Linked DNA regions of Mus musculus: regions 1 and 2 are each linked to region 3. A link is a contact called in public Hi-C and HiChIP or PLAC-seq data. All regions are on one chromosome and are shown on one strand. The core of a region is the stretch at or near the end of the contact, and the rest is flanking DNA. Distances in the headings are between cores, read along the strand shown.

Region 1 (4,070 bases), core at 1,239-3,738, 160 kb after region 3:
GTTTGGATGCTGATTATGGGGTGGATCCCTGGATATGGCAGTCTCTACATGGTCCATCCTTTCATCTCAGCTCCAAACTGAGACACTAATTCTTCACAGGCTGGAGAGGAACATGATGACAGGATCCTAGAATCCGATCCCAGCTCGTGTTAGTGCACGAAATCACAGACCCAGGCCTAAACCAGAGGAATTAAACTAGACACCCATGTGTAGTAGAAAATAAAGCCAGCATTTGAAGTCTCTAGTGAAAAGGTCAGCTTCTTTTAAAATAATATCCCTTTGTACTTTGACAATTTTGTATATGTAAACAATGTATCTTGGTAGTATCCATCCCTCACCTTCCTGTCTCCACTCCATCTGACACTCCCAAATACCAAATACGTAAGATCAACTTTTAAAAAAATATACGCTTATGAGGTTCTCCTGTATGCATGCATTCTTAGTTCCTACAGAACCCAAAAGACAAAGTAGGATCCCAGGAATAAGTTGTTACTGCTGGTTGTAAATGGCCATGTGGATGCTGGGAATTGAAGCCAGGACCTTTACAAGAACAGCAAGTGCTCTTAACCACGGAGCCACCTCTCCAGTCCCAAGAACAGCTTTTTAAAAAGTGAAATGATTATATATGCATAAACATTAGACTAATACAAGACTGGGTTCACTTCTCCAAAATATATATACACACAAAAGTCTTCATAGAACAAAACATAGGTAAAGTCCAAACCTGGAAGCTTTCTTAGCAATGCCTCAGCCTTGTGAGGTGCGCACACCCATAATCCCCACAGTTGAGAGGCTGAGGCAGTGTAGTAGAGTCAAGAGTAGCCTGGGCTATATAGTGCGAGCTTGTCAGGAAGAAAATCACAAAATGCCAACTGTGTGAGGTGGCAGCAAACAGTGGGCGTGGCACAAGGAAGTGGAAGCTCAGAGAACTTGTCTTGAACTACAAACACAAACCAGAGAAAAAGAATAGGACGTGCCCTGAGATTTAAACTCCCAAAGCCCGTCCCTGGTGACGCACTTCCTTCAGTAACGCTGCACCGCCGAAAACTCCCCAAAGAGGATAACCAAGTGTTCAAATATCTGAGCCTGTGGGCAACATTTCTCACTCAAACGGTCGCACAAACAACAGAAAAGCAGTAGCTCAAAATCCAGAAAAAAAAAATGAATGAAAGATTAACTCAAGTACATTTACATTTACACATGAAAAAGTAGAAAAGTCAGGTAGGTGGGGTGTCTCAGAACCGCAGAGGTGGAGGTAGAAGAAACTGGAGTTCAAAGTTTGACTCACCTATGTAGAAAGTTCAAAGCCAGCCTGGGTTTCTTGAGATCCTGTCTAAAGTAATTAAACAAACACGTACATAAACAAACAAAATTTGTAAATAAATCTGAGGGATAGGTTTTCCCTCAAAGGCAAGACAAACTCCCAATGTCACCATCACAGCCCTGTCATAGTGGAAGAGACTCAAACACTGATCTAATAAAATGGGTGGCAGTTTCAGAAAGAGCACAAACTGATGCTGAGCTGTGACATGCCTTAGTATGGGCTCTGTACCCCACATGTGGGCATTTATTGTTAATAAGCAAGGAGACAGTTGATCTAAGAAAGGAAAGCGGGTGCTCATTCATTAATTCATTCATTTAATGATGTGTGTGTACACGTGTCTGTGAATCTGTGGGTATGGACGCACATTGTGTGTGCGGATGCCTGAGTCTCTGTGGAGCAGGGTTACAGGTGTTTGTGAACCACGTGATGTGAGTGCTCATATCCAAGGCGTACAATTTAGCAGCAAGCATTCATGACCGCAGCCATTTCTCCAGCACCCTGTACTTACAATTTTTTTTTCAAATTAAAGGAAAGTAATAAAATATTAACTATTGTTACTTACAGGAGAGCTGAGGGGAAGTGAAAACAAAGTTAGAAGTCCTTGAAGGTGGCTGTTTTATAGCTTTGATAGCAATATTTTACATCTTTTAAAGTAGCACTAAGCTTCAAAGAGCATTCCTTTCACATCAACAGGAGAATGGAACCTACAAACTTCACTGTTCCTGGGGTGTGGCCTCTCCTTGGGCCAGGCAGTAACCCATCCGGTTTTAAAAAGCAGTCTTAGCCACCCACCTAGTGGGGTAGAACCTCTGAACAAAGGAGCTAGCTGCCCTCTTTGAAAGGAAAAAAATAAGTGCAAACCTTTTGCTTTTCATTGTTGGCAGTAAGTACGGTTCTCGAACTATTATGGAACCTATGTGGGGTTTTGCAGAATAAAGGATGGGGTATGGTTAAGAGGCAGTCAGTAGATCTTGCGTTCTTTGGAATAGAATGAGGAGGGGCAGATGTAAGATCCACGAGTTTAACAAAAACTGTGCGGGTCTGTAATTTGCTAGCTCTTCCCACTGAAAACAATGACTAATCCCAGAGTAATAAGCACCCAGCACAAGATTGTGGTCCTAAGTACTAATTCCTATCTTCGTGAGTCAGGAATCCTTAGAGAGTGGTTTCCAGGCAGGATGGAGCGTCTTGCCATTCCAGAGGCCCGGAAGTTATCAGGGAAAACTGGGGCCAGGCAGTACCGCAGCGTGAGCCTGAAAAGTCACCTATTGGCCAGTGATGAGTTTGAACATCAATGTGACTCCTAATTTCAAAGGCTTAATGTGCATCAGATAGGTTTGAGTCAGAAGATTATAATGGTGGTAAAAAAAAAAACAAAACAAAAGAACAACAACAACAACAAAAAAAACCCAAACAACTGAAAGGCTGGCTGTGTGGGAGACATTGGAATATGTCCCCCACCTACACAGTGATTGCTCCTGCAGAGTCTGTCCCATAAAGCTGAGCTTTCAGGGGATGGCTTGGAAGGTAAGCATGGTTCATAATCAAGTTCAGCTCTTAGTTCAAAACAACCACCATATACCATGTAGGCAAGGGAGGACCTGCCCCCAGAGTGCTCTGGACAGCACCCACAGGAGCCAGGGTAGACAGAGGCACCCTGTCCTTTGCAGGGAAAGAGCCGATCCTTAGCACAGAGACAGAAAAGTAAAATTATGTCTGTGGAGCTGCAGAGGTGGCTCAGCAGTTAAGAACAGTTGCTTTTCTTTTCTAAGGACCCAAGTTCAGTTCCCAGAATCCACATGGTGGGTCACAGCCACCTATGACTCCCGGCTCCAGGGATTTGTTATCTCTGGCCTCTGAAGGCACCAGCATTCACATGTACATGCCCACATATATGTACACACACATACACATACTTTGGGATTTATTTTCTTTCTTTCTTTCTTTCTTTTTGTTTGTTTGTTTGTTTGTTTATTCTTCAAGACAGGTTTCTCTGTGTGTAGCCCTGGCTATCCTGGAACTCTCTTTGTAGACCAGGCTGGCCTCAAACTCAAGAGAGTCACTGCCTCTGCCTCCCGAGTGTGGGATTAAAGGCACGTGTCACCACCACCGGGCTTGATTTTTAATTTTTAATTTCCCAGGAAGAAATAACTCTGATGTTCCTAAGTGTCACCCACTATAAGACTCAAGCCAAAACCATCACAAGCCATACACAGCAAAAGAGTATGATATATTCAGAGGACACAGGTAACTAGAAGATGGTCTCCTGACACTCAGGGAGCATCGTGGACCACAGGATGGGAAGAGGGCCAGGGAAAGCGGTCTCCAGGATGTGTCATGGCGGCCACACTCACCATCACACAGCAGCTCTGGCTACCTGCCCAAGACCTACACAAGTCCAAGCCAGTCAAAACTCCAGCAAAGACAGGGGAGTGGCTCACCAGGCTCCACCTCCCGTGAGGAGTTATAGGTGGGTGACTGCTGCTGGAGTCACTTTTCTCCAGCTGGTAAGTTACCCAAACTCTAGCATCTAGCTCCAAATCCTTACATGGGCAAGCAGCCATTAAACTCAGAGGGTCATTAAAAGGGGGGTGTGCTGAGAAGAAGGGGGAATTAGAGAGGTGAATATGATAGAAGTACTTGTGTGTGTGTGTGTGTGTGTGTGTGTGTGTATAAAATACAGAATTAATATTTTAAGTTATGATTTGGCAGAGGAAAAAGTAAGTTAAAAAATATTTCCAGAACT
Region 2 (3,734 bases), core at 1,225-3,724, 180 kb after region 3:
AGGGGTGTGTGTTGGGGGGGGGGGGGACTCTAGGTTAGGGAGAACCCAGCTCTGTGATGAGTGAGCTACAGGTAAACCCACCCATGCATGAGTGTTGATTTTACACAGAAGCCTAGGTGTGAACATGAACAGTGCCAACAGGTGTGTGTGTGTGTGTGTGTGTGTGTGTGTGTGTGTGTGTGTGTGTGTGTGTGTCATCCTGACCCTTCAGCACTCCAGGGCAGAAGCAAAGACACAAGAGAAGAATGACTACCAAGCCCATTCCTCATAGGCATAGGGGCGGCAGCAAATGGAAATCTACAGATGTGCTCCCCTCTCAAGACTGCAGGGCTGGAAAGCTGCTTGTGGGGCGACTGGCAGCCTTTGACATGCCTCTTCAAACTTCAGTCCTTCCAAACAAATCATGTGCAGAAAGTTGGACAAGGTCAAGAGCTCGTCACCCTCATCACAAGCATCACCATCATCACCTTCATCATCACCGTCATTAGAGCTCTTAAATGGCCCTAGCACGCACACTCACTCTAGACTGGCAGCCTTCAAACATTTTAAAACAGTGATGCATAAGGATGTTGGCCTGCATGTGTGTCTGGGTATCCCATGAGCACTTGGTACCTGCCAAGGACAGAAAAGGACATCAGAACCTCGGGCTCCTCCTAGCAGCCATAAGCAGCACACATTTTAAACTGCGTGTATGTGTGTGGGTACACATTCGCATGTGTACACTTTTGCAGAGGTGCACATGGAAGCCAGAGGGCGATGCCAGGTCATCAACAATCATTCTCCACATTATTCTTTGAGACAGGGTCTCTCACTGGTTTACTAACTGGACATGGAGCTCCCATGAGCTCCCTGTCTGCCCTGCTCCCAAGCCCTGAGGTTCTGGGCATAGTGTGTTATATCCATCTTGTATGTGGGTGGGTGGCTGCTGGGGATGGAGCCCAGGTCTTCATGCTTATTTAGCAAATATTTCGTTTCCTGAGCCATATTTTTGTTTTATTTTGTTTTGTTTTTTCTCAAGACAGGTTTGTATGTGTGTATGTGGTCCTGGAACTCATTCTGTAGACTAGACTGGCCTCAAATTCAGAGATTCACTTGCCTCTGTGTCCCAAGCACTGGGATTAAAGGCATGTGCTACCATACCTGGCTTGATGGAGCTACCTTGCCACTAATAAAGCTAATAAAAATATTAGCCAGTATCTTGGCTAATAAAGAAAGAATTAGAAGTTTGTAAAGTAATTGCCTGAGAGCCTAGAGCTGGTGGCTGGCAATGTTTGCACATAGTCTCACTGTAAAGTCAGGCTCTTCCAGCTGTCATCCTCAGTACTGTCACATTGGATTTGTGACAATATTTCACATCACCGGGCCTCACAGGGCATACCTGCAACTCAAGAGGACAAGGCAGGAGGCTCAGTCACACCTGGGAATCTGAAATCAGCCTAGGCAATGTGATAAAAAGCCCTTCTCTCCAGATTTCACTCCTGTTGCTGGTATTTAAAAGTCCATCACTGCAGTGAAGTCAACCCAACAGGAGCTTGAAGCAGCTGGTCACATTACATCCACACACAGTCAAGAGCAGAGAGAGAACCCCACAGGTACCTGCTAACTTGCTTGCATGCACACAGACAATTCATCCACTCTGACACAGTTCAGCAACCCCTGTAGGCCGAGTCTTTCTACATCAATTAGCTTAATTAAGTCATTCCCCTACAGACATACCTACAGGCCAATCCAATGTGATAATTCCTCGCTAAGACTCTCTTCCCAATGATTCTAGGTTGTGTCAAACTGACAAAAATGAACATCAGGGGCTGGAGAGATGGCTCAGTGGTTAAAGGCATGAATAGCTCTTCCGCAAGACTTAAGTTTGATCGCAGCACCCCTGTAAGGAGTTCAGTATCTTTAGTTCCAGGGGTTCAAACAACCTCTTCTGGCCTCTGCAGGTACACACATATGCATGTATGCATAAATAAGAATAAATATTAAATAAATACAAAGAAAGCTGACCTTCACACCTTCTCAAAACACAAAGCCTCCATGACCTTCCCTGCACTTTTTCTGACCCTGCCTACATCTTCATGGACAAATCTAAGTTTTACAGACATGCAGAAGAGCATCTAAAACAACAGACTACCCTGAATCACTCGACATCAATCATAGTTCCCAGGATGCGTGGACATTACATTTTATGGTGGAAAAAGTGCAGGTCTCCAAGCTGACGAATTCTATCTGACTTCTCAGCTTCTCGAGGAATTGTTCTGCTTGGCCTCAAACTAACTTTGGCAATCTGTCCTAACCTCCTGGATCCTTATTCTCTGCTCAGTCTGCTTTCCCTGTGTCTAGCTTGTTCTCTCTGCAACCTGTCTGTAAAACTGTCCTGGTAAAAAACTGCCTCCTCCCCCCCCACCACCACCCCCTGCCTGCTCTCTTTCCTGTCTGTTCTCATGGGAATTGGGTGTATCCTGTCTCTGACTCATTCCATCAAATCTTTCTCTGAGTCATCACTTTGTTTATCCCTCAATTAGAAGTCGCCTTCAAACAGGGCTTCTTCCTGCTACCAACTAACTCTACCTACATTGTTCAAGATTGCATGCCCTTGAAGGGAAAAGAACTCTCTGGGCTGGCTAATGGAGGAGAAACAGAGAAACTCAGATGTCTCCGAAGTTGGGACCAGCCAGGGGCTTTTTAACAGGAAACTTTTGAAGACTTAACATTCAGACACTTACTCCTAGAAGAAAAAAGAATTGTTATATGTTGTGCATCATAGAGCATTAGACCGTAATGCAGCCTAAGACAGAGCCACATGAAGAGAGTGATGTCCTAATATGAGCAGAACACAGAACAGGCATCTTGGTACCACCAATCTCAGAGCCAGGTGCCAGAGTCTGACTCCCACTTGGTAGACCTAAGACCCTTGTAGTTACTGCTAACAAGAACCCAAACATACCAACCCCAAGAGATGCAATGGAAAGCCAGTTTTTATGACTGAAAACATACTTGTATGTTGTGGTTTGAGTGATAGATGCTTCTCACAGGCTTATATGTTTGAACAATTGATCCACAGTTGGTGGCACTGTTTGGAGAGGTTATAGAAACTTTAGGAAGTAAAACTGTCCTGGGCTTTATAGCTTGGTCATCTAAGCATACCTTCTTCTCTCCTTTCTGTCTCTGTCTCTGTCTGTCTCTCTGTCTCTGTCTCTGTCTGCCTGTCTCTCTCTCTCTCCTCTCTCTCTCTCTCTCTCTCTCTCTCTCTCTTCTCTCTCTCTCTGTGTGTGTGTGTGTGTGTGTGTGTGTGTGTGTGTGTGTGTGTGTGCATGTGTGTGTGTGTGCGTGTGTGTGTCTCCAGGCTGAAGCCAATAGAGATGTCCACCAAAAATAACAGAACAGCTCTATGTTAAGAAGCAAGAGGTGCATTTTCAGAAGAGCTGATGGGTCTGTGAATCTAGATTTTCGGTGGCTGTCAGTTAAGATGTCACAAGTGTGGCAAGAGACTGCTGTATCTTGTTGGCTTGTGTCCACACTTACAATGAATAATGTCTTTGGACTCTTGGGTCATCTTTGCTAAACTCAAACTCTCAGATGGAAGTTGGAGCTTGTTTAAGCTCAAAGCATTTCCCCCAAGGAGTCCCAGCTCTGCTGAGTCATGTCTAGCCTGAGGATATTGTCTAAATGCAAATTTAAACTCCTTTTCTGAAGATACTCTTCATCTCTCTTAATGAAGTCGAAAATATCTTAAC
Region 3 (4,012 bases), core at 582-3,081:
AAGAGCACTAGTTCTGCTAGGTAGGAACTGCACCTCATGATCTTTTCCACACTAATCTCCTCCTCAGAGGCTCCATCTCCACTTCAATCTGAAGGTAGAAGATACTTCAGCTTCATAATAAGGATTTGGGTACACTATCCCTCCCAGAGCAGATATAGTGTCAGGACTGCAAAGGTGGAAGGAGCTGGAGTCTAGGATTCGAGTGCTTTGAAAACTGTGTTCAAAGTCTTCCCTGCTGCCTATAGTTGAGGGGATGCTTGGAACAACGTGTTTATTTTTCTGATCCTAAGAGGAGACTCATCATCTTAAGAGTATTAGAATTAACAGGAGCTGACATTACACCTATTCACCTACAGGGGGCAGCACCACACCCACCCCCTTTGCTGCTGAACAGCTTTCTGTTTGTCCTGGACAGGCTCAAAGTGGCAGTCTCAGGTTCCACATTTGCTCCTCCGTGTTGGGACTCAGTATTTATGAGGCCATAGCGTAATGGTCTCTGTCTCTAGTGGGTGTCCCTAGCTCTAAAGCTCATTAAGACTGACAAAGAAACACCATGTGGAAATACTGGTCCTCCTGGGGCATACTACTCAGTCCAGGTTCTTGTACTATGTCCACAGCTACAGGGAAGGAAGCAGGCTTGGGAAGATGTGGGTCAGCAAAGATTCACCGAACCCTGCTGTGTGCCAGGCATTGGGGATACAGCAGAGGATCCGACAGGCATAGTGTCTACTCTAGCAAAAAGGTTTTATTTTATGTGTGTGACTATTTGCATATGGATGTGTACCATGTGCATGCATGGTGGCTGTGGAGGGCAGAATTGGGCACTAGATTACCTGGGACTGGAATTATAGATGGTTGTGAGCTGCCATGGGTGGGTGCTGGGAACTGAACGATACTTGCTCTTAACCCCTAAGTATCTCTCTCTGGTCCCACAGTCCCTACTTATTTTTAAAAGGGACTTTGAATTACGGAAGAAAGGACATGTTAGTAGATAATTATGAAGGGTAATTTTGAATTCAAAATTGAATAATTTTGAGTAATTAGGAAGAAGAAGAAAAAAAAGAGGATTTTTAAATAAGACAAAGGCTTTATGAAGGTTCGGAAATTATTACATGTGGCGGAGCTTGAGCCATGCTGTGTTCACCAGAAAAAGGGAGTGTTTTCCAGAGCCATGCTGTGTTTACCAGAAATAGGAGTGTTTCCCAGACTCTCAGACCAGGGGCAGATTACTTCCCAGGTTCTTCATCTTGCTCTTGATCTAGGAAAAGCCAAAAGTTCTGGGTGTTCTGTCTTTGGCTCCCCCTAAGCCAGCCTTGGAAGCTGTGGTCTTGGATGGACCTAGTCAAGTGCCTGTCTCTGAGTTTTGGGGCTGCTGTGTGCTTGAGGTCCCTGAAGTAGTCAGCTGTGCTCAGCATCCTACTTGGGCTTTTATGTCTGATTTCATTTTGTTCATCTCCAAAACCCTGGGCAGGAGCCTTGATCACCATCATCTGTAAGAAGGGGATATGCTCGGCCACACAAACTGGCAGGTACCTGGGGGCACCAGAGGCCCTGTGGGAATGAGGGCGAGGGCTTCCCCAGGACACTGGGCTCACATCTGCCTAGGACCCCTGCAGATTTTGCTGTTGCACTGAAGTATACATCATTGGGCCCTGCTGGCGCCTGCCAGTCCATCCCTCTGGGAGGGGTGCCCCAGATTGGGTGTGCAGGAATTCTTGCCTAAGTCCCTGGCATCTCATCAAATGCCAGCTCAACTTCTAGCTATGCGTCTCTCAGAGCATCTCCTGTTTTGGTGTCCTCGAGGCAGCCTGTTCAGGTCTCATGAGTCACAGAGCCACTTCCTAAGCCTCGGCCCAGAGCACAGCATTCCATTTGTAACAAACATGCTCACAGGAACCAAGGAGCCTCCTTTGTTGATACATCTGGCATTGTGGCTGAAGGTGCTTTGCACTGAGGGGATGGGAAAGTCATCTGGTCCCAGCTTTGCTGGGGACTTGCTAGGTGGCACAGGCAAATGACTAGCCCTCTTGACACTGTTAAAAGTTTGACAGTCAGTCTATGACATGCACCTGTATTCACACACAAGTGTGCATATGAGGGAGACAGAGGGAAGCGAGACAGAGAGAGGAGAGAGGCAGAGAGACAGAGACACAGAGAGACAGAGACGGGGGAGAGAGAGAGCACTCACAAACATACCCACCAGTCATATGACATATATTACACTTACTGCACAGTCAGAAACATGGCTGTGTCTTATCGAGTATTGTGTACATGTTATTGAATACACTGGGTTTCTAGAAGATGAAGCACCATAGGTCTGCTTACACCAGCATTGCCCAAACACAAGAAGAACGTGTCACTTTACAATGACACAGTGGCTGTGACATTACCAGGAAGAAGGCCATTGTCATCTCCACTGTGATCTGACAGGATCAGTGGTGTTTTCATCTGTTCTGGACGGGGTGATGGTTGTCAGCCTCCCCTCTGACATTGTACTTTTGGTTTTCTATTTACCTCAGGCTTTTCCTGCTCAATTATTCCTGTATCTCTTTCATTTAGATTCAGTGAATATTTCTCAATCTGGCAGTTTAATTACTTGCCCCTATATTTAAAAGATTTGAATTTATCTGTTGACAATTTCATACATATAGTCACGTATATAGAATACAGATTATATCATCCCAACCCCCTCCTTTAATTCTCCTGGACCCCCCTAAAATGGGCCTCCCACCTCCATGCTCTTTGTTTTAAATTTACTTTTTAATGACTTATTGGATTTAATTAGTGCTGGCTACATAAGCATGTACAACCACCCAGTGGCCATACCCCTGAAGAAAAATGACCCACCCTTTCCTCCAGCTAATCAGATGCCAATGACTCCTCCACTATGATTAGAGCCTTGTGTGACCTTCCCCTCCCATGCTGGAATTATTGTCTGGCTTTGCACAGTAGGTAACTTATGTAACTGGAAGTGCTGTGAGTTCATGCATGCAGCAGTCCTGTCATGTCCAGAGACACGCATGCAGTAGCCATGTCATGTCTAGAGATCACCCATGCAGCAGTCTTGTCATGTCCAGGGATCAGCATTTCACAGCTCTCCTCCCCACCTTACATTCTTTTCACTCCTTCTTCTGAGGGGTCATCTAGAGCCCCCTTTTCTGAGGGGTGATATAGATCAACCATTCGGGGTTGAGAACTTGGCAGTCACTTACTCTTAGCACTTTGACCAGTTATAAGTCTTGGCACTGACTGCTGCCCACTGCAAAAGGAGCTCCTCTAACCGAGGTGAGAGCAGCGCTAATTTATGACTTCCTCCAATATATGCTCTTAAAGTCATTTCCTTAGCAGTCATGGTTTGGGATGTGTGTGTTTGTGTGCTTGTGTGCGTCTGTATGTGTTTCTGTGTGTGTGGATATGTGTCTATGTGTTGTGTGTCTGTGTGTGCCTGACTGTGTGTATCTCTGTGTGTATATGTGTGTGACTATGTATGTGTGTGTCTATGTGTGTGAGTGTGTCTGTGTTTGTGTCTATGTGTGAGTGTATGTCTGTGTGTGTGTGAGTGTGTATATATGTCTCTGTGTGTGAGTGTGTGTATGTGTGTGTGTGTGTGTGTGTGTGTGAGAGAGAGAGAGAGAGGGAGAGAGAGAGAGAGATTTGATCAGAGTCTATTAGACAGCTCTGGTGACAGATTTAGGAATTTCATTTAATATAATTCTACTTCTTCCCTAGTATTACTGTTCAACAGTGTTACACCTACATGCATTACAAACCCAATAATATGTTGTTATAGTATTACCTTATATAATTTAATGTCTTTTAAAGAGTCTGAGAGAAGAAAAGAGAGCAAGTAAGTATGTTTATAGCCTTCATTATATTAAGTTCCATAGTCCCTGGTTCTGGTTCTCTTCGTTTGTTCCTGTTAATTGTGTTGCCACACGAAGCTGCTTTCCTAGCTTAGTCTGCCTTTGTTCTCATTCGCTCCCTGGCACTGCTGTTGAGAACGTTTCACTTA

Evidence for each region. HiChIP or PLAC-seq counts read pairs in DNA pulled down with a chosen protein or histone mark. Hi-C and Micro-C count contacts between places; a contact is called where the count stands out from the background.
Region 1: a CTCF HiChIP or PLAC-seq map of the NIH/3T3 cell line shows a contact between it and region 3, with 11 read pairs. The contact joins two enhancer-like sites. A contact is called at or near these places in 2 of 15 datasets of contacts at CTCF or cohesin (the NIH/3T3 cell line and large pre-B cells), 8 of 484 Hi-C or Micro-C datasets (the G1E-ER4 cell line, Th1 cells, embryonic retina and 5 more) and 4 of 115 datasets of contacts at active chromatin or transcription factors (VIP interneurons, embryonic stem cells, epiblast stem cells and 1 more).
Region 2: a Hi-C map of the C2C12 cell line shows a contact between it and region 3, with 2.9 times the contacts expected there. The contact joins two enhancer-like sites. A contact is called at or near these places in 2 of 15 datasets of contacts at CTCF or cohesin (embryonic stem cells and large pre-B cells), 33 of 484 Hi-C or Micro-C datasets (the 63-12 cell line, the C2C12 cell line, CD4 T cells and 20 more), 11 of 115 datasets of contacts at active chromatin or transcription factors (the NIH/3T3 cell line, T-cell acute lymphoblastic leukemia, Th17 cells and 8 more) and 1 of 9 other capture datasets (embryonic stem cells).

What each region holds. Positions count from the first base shown.
Region 1 is chr12:17,055,604-17,059,673 of GRCm38.p6, reverse strand. No RefSeq gene overlaps it. Among named protein-coding and RNA genes, the nearest start is that of 2410004P03Rik, 46 kb to the right of the region's middle. Within about 2 kb of position 2,488, at least 14 of the 459 cell types and tissues checked have an H3K27ac peak or open chromatin away from gene starts, as enhancers often do. A contact at or near this core is called in the NIH/3T3 cell line and pancreatic cancer cells, where this site is marked.
Region 2 is chr12:17,039,486-17,043,219 of GRCm38.p6, reverse strand. No RefSeq gene overlaps it. Among named protein-coding and RNA genes, the nearest start is that of 2410004P03Rik, 30 kb to the right of the region's middle. Within about 2 kb of position 2,474, at least 34 of the 459 cell types and tissues checked have an H3K27ac peak or open chromatin away from gene starts, as enhancers often do. A contact at or near this core is called in the C2C12 cell line, the HL-1 cell line, the NIH/3T3 cell line and 5 more, where this site is marked.
Region 3 is chr12:17,218,585-17,222,596 of GRCm38.p6, reverse strand. The region is part of intron 2 of Gm36568 (a long non-coding RNA gene); the gene reads left to right. Among named protein-coding and RNA genes, the nearest start is that of Gm36568, 7.5 kb to the left of the region's middle. Within about 2 kb of position 1,831, at least 53 of the 459 cell types and tissues checked have an H3K27ac peak or open chromatin away from gene starts, as enhancers often do. A contact at or near this core is called in the C2C12 cell line, the HL-1 cell line, the NIH/3T3 cell line and 5 more, where this site is marked.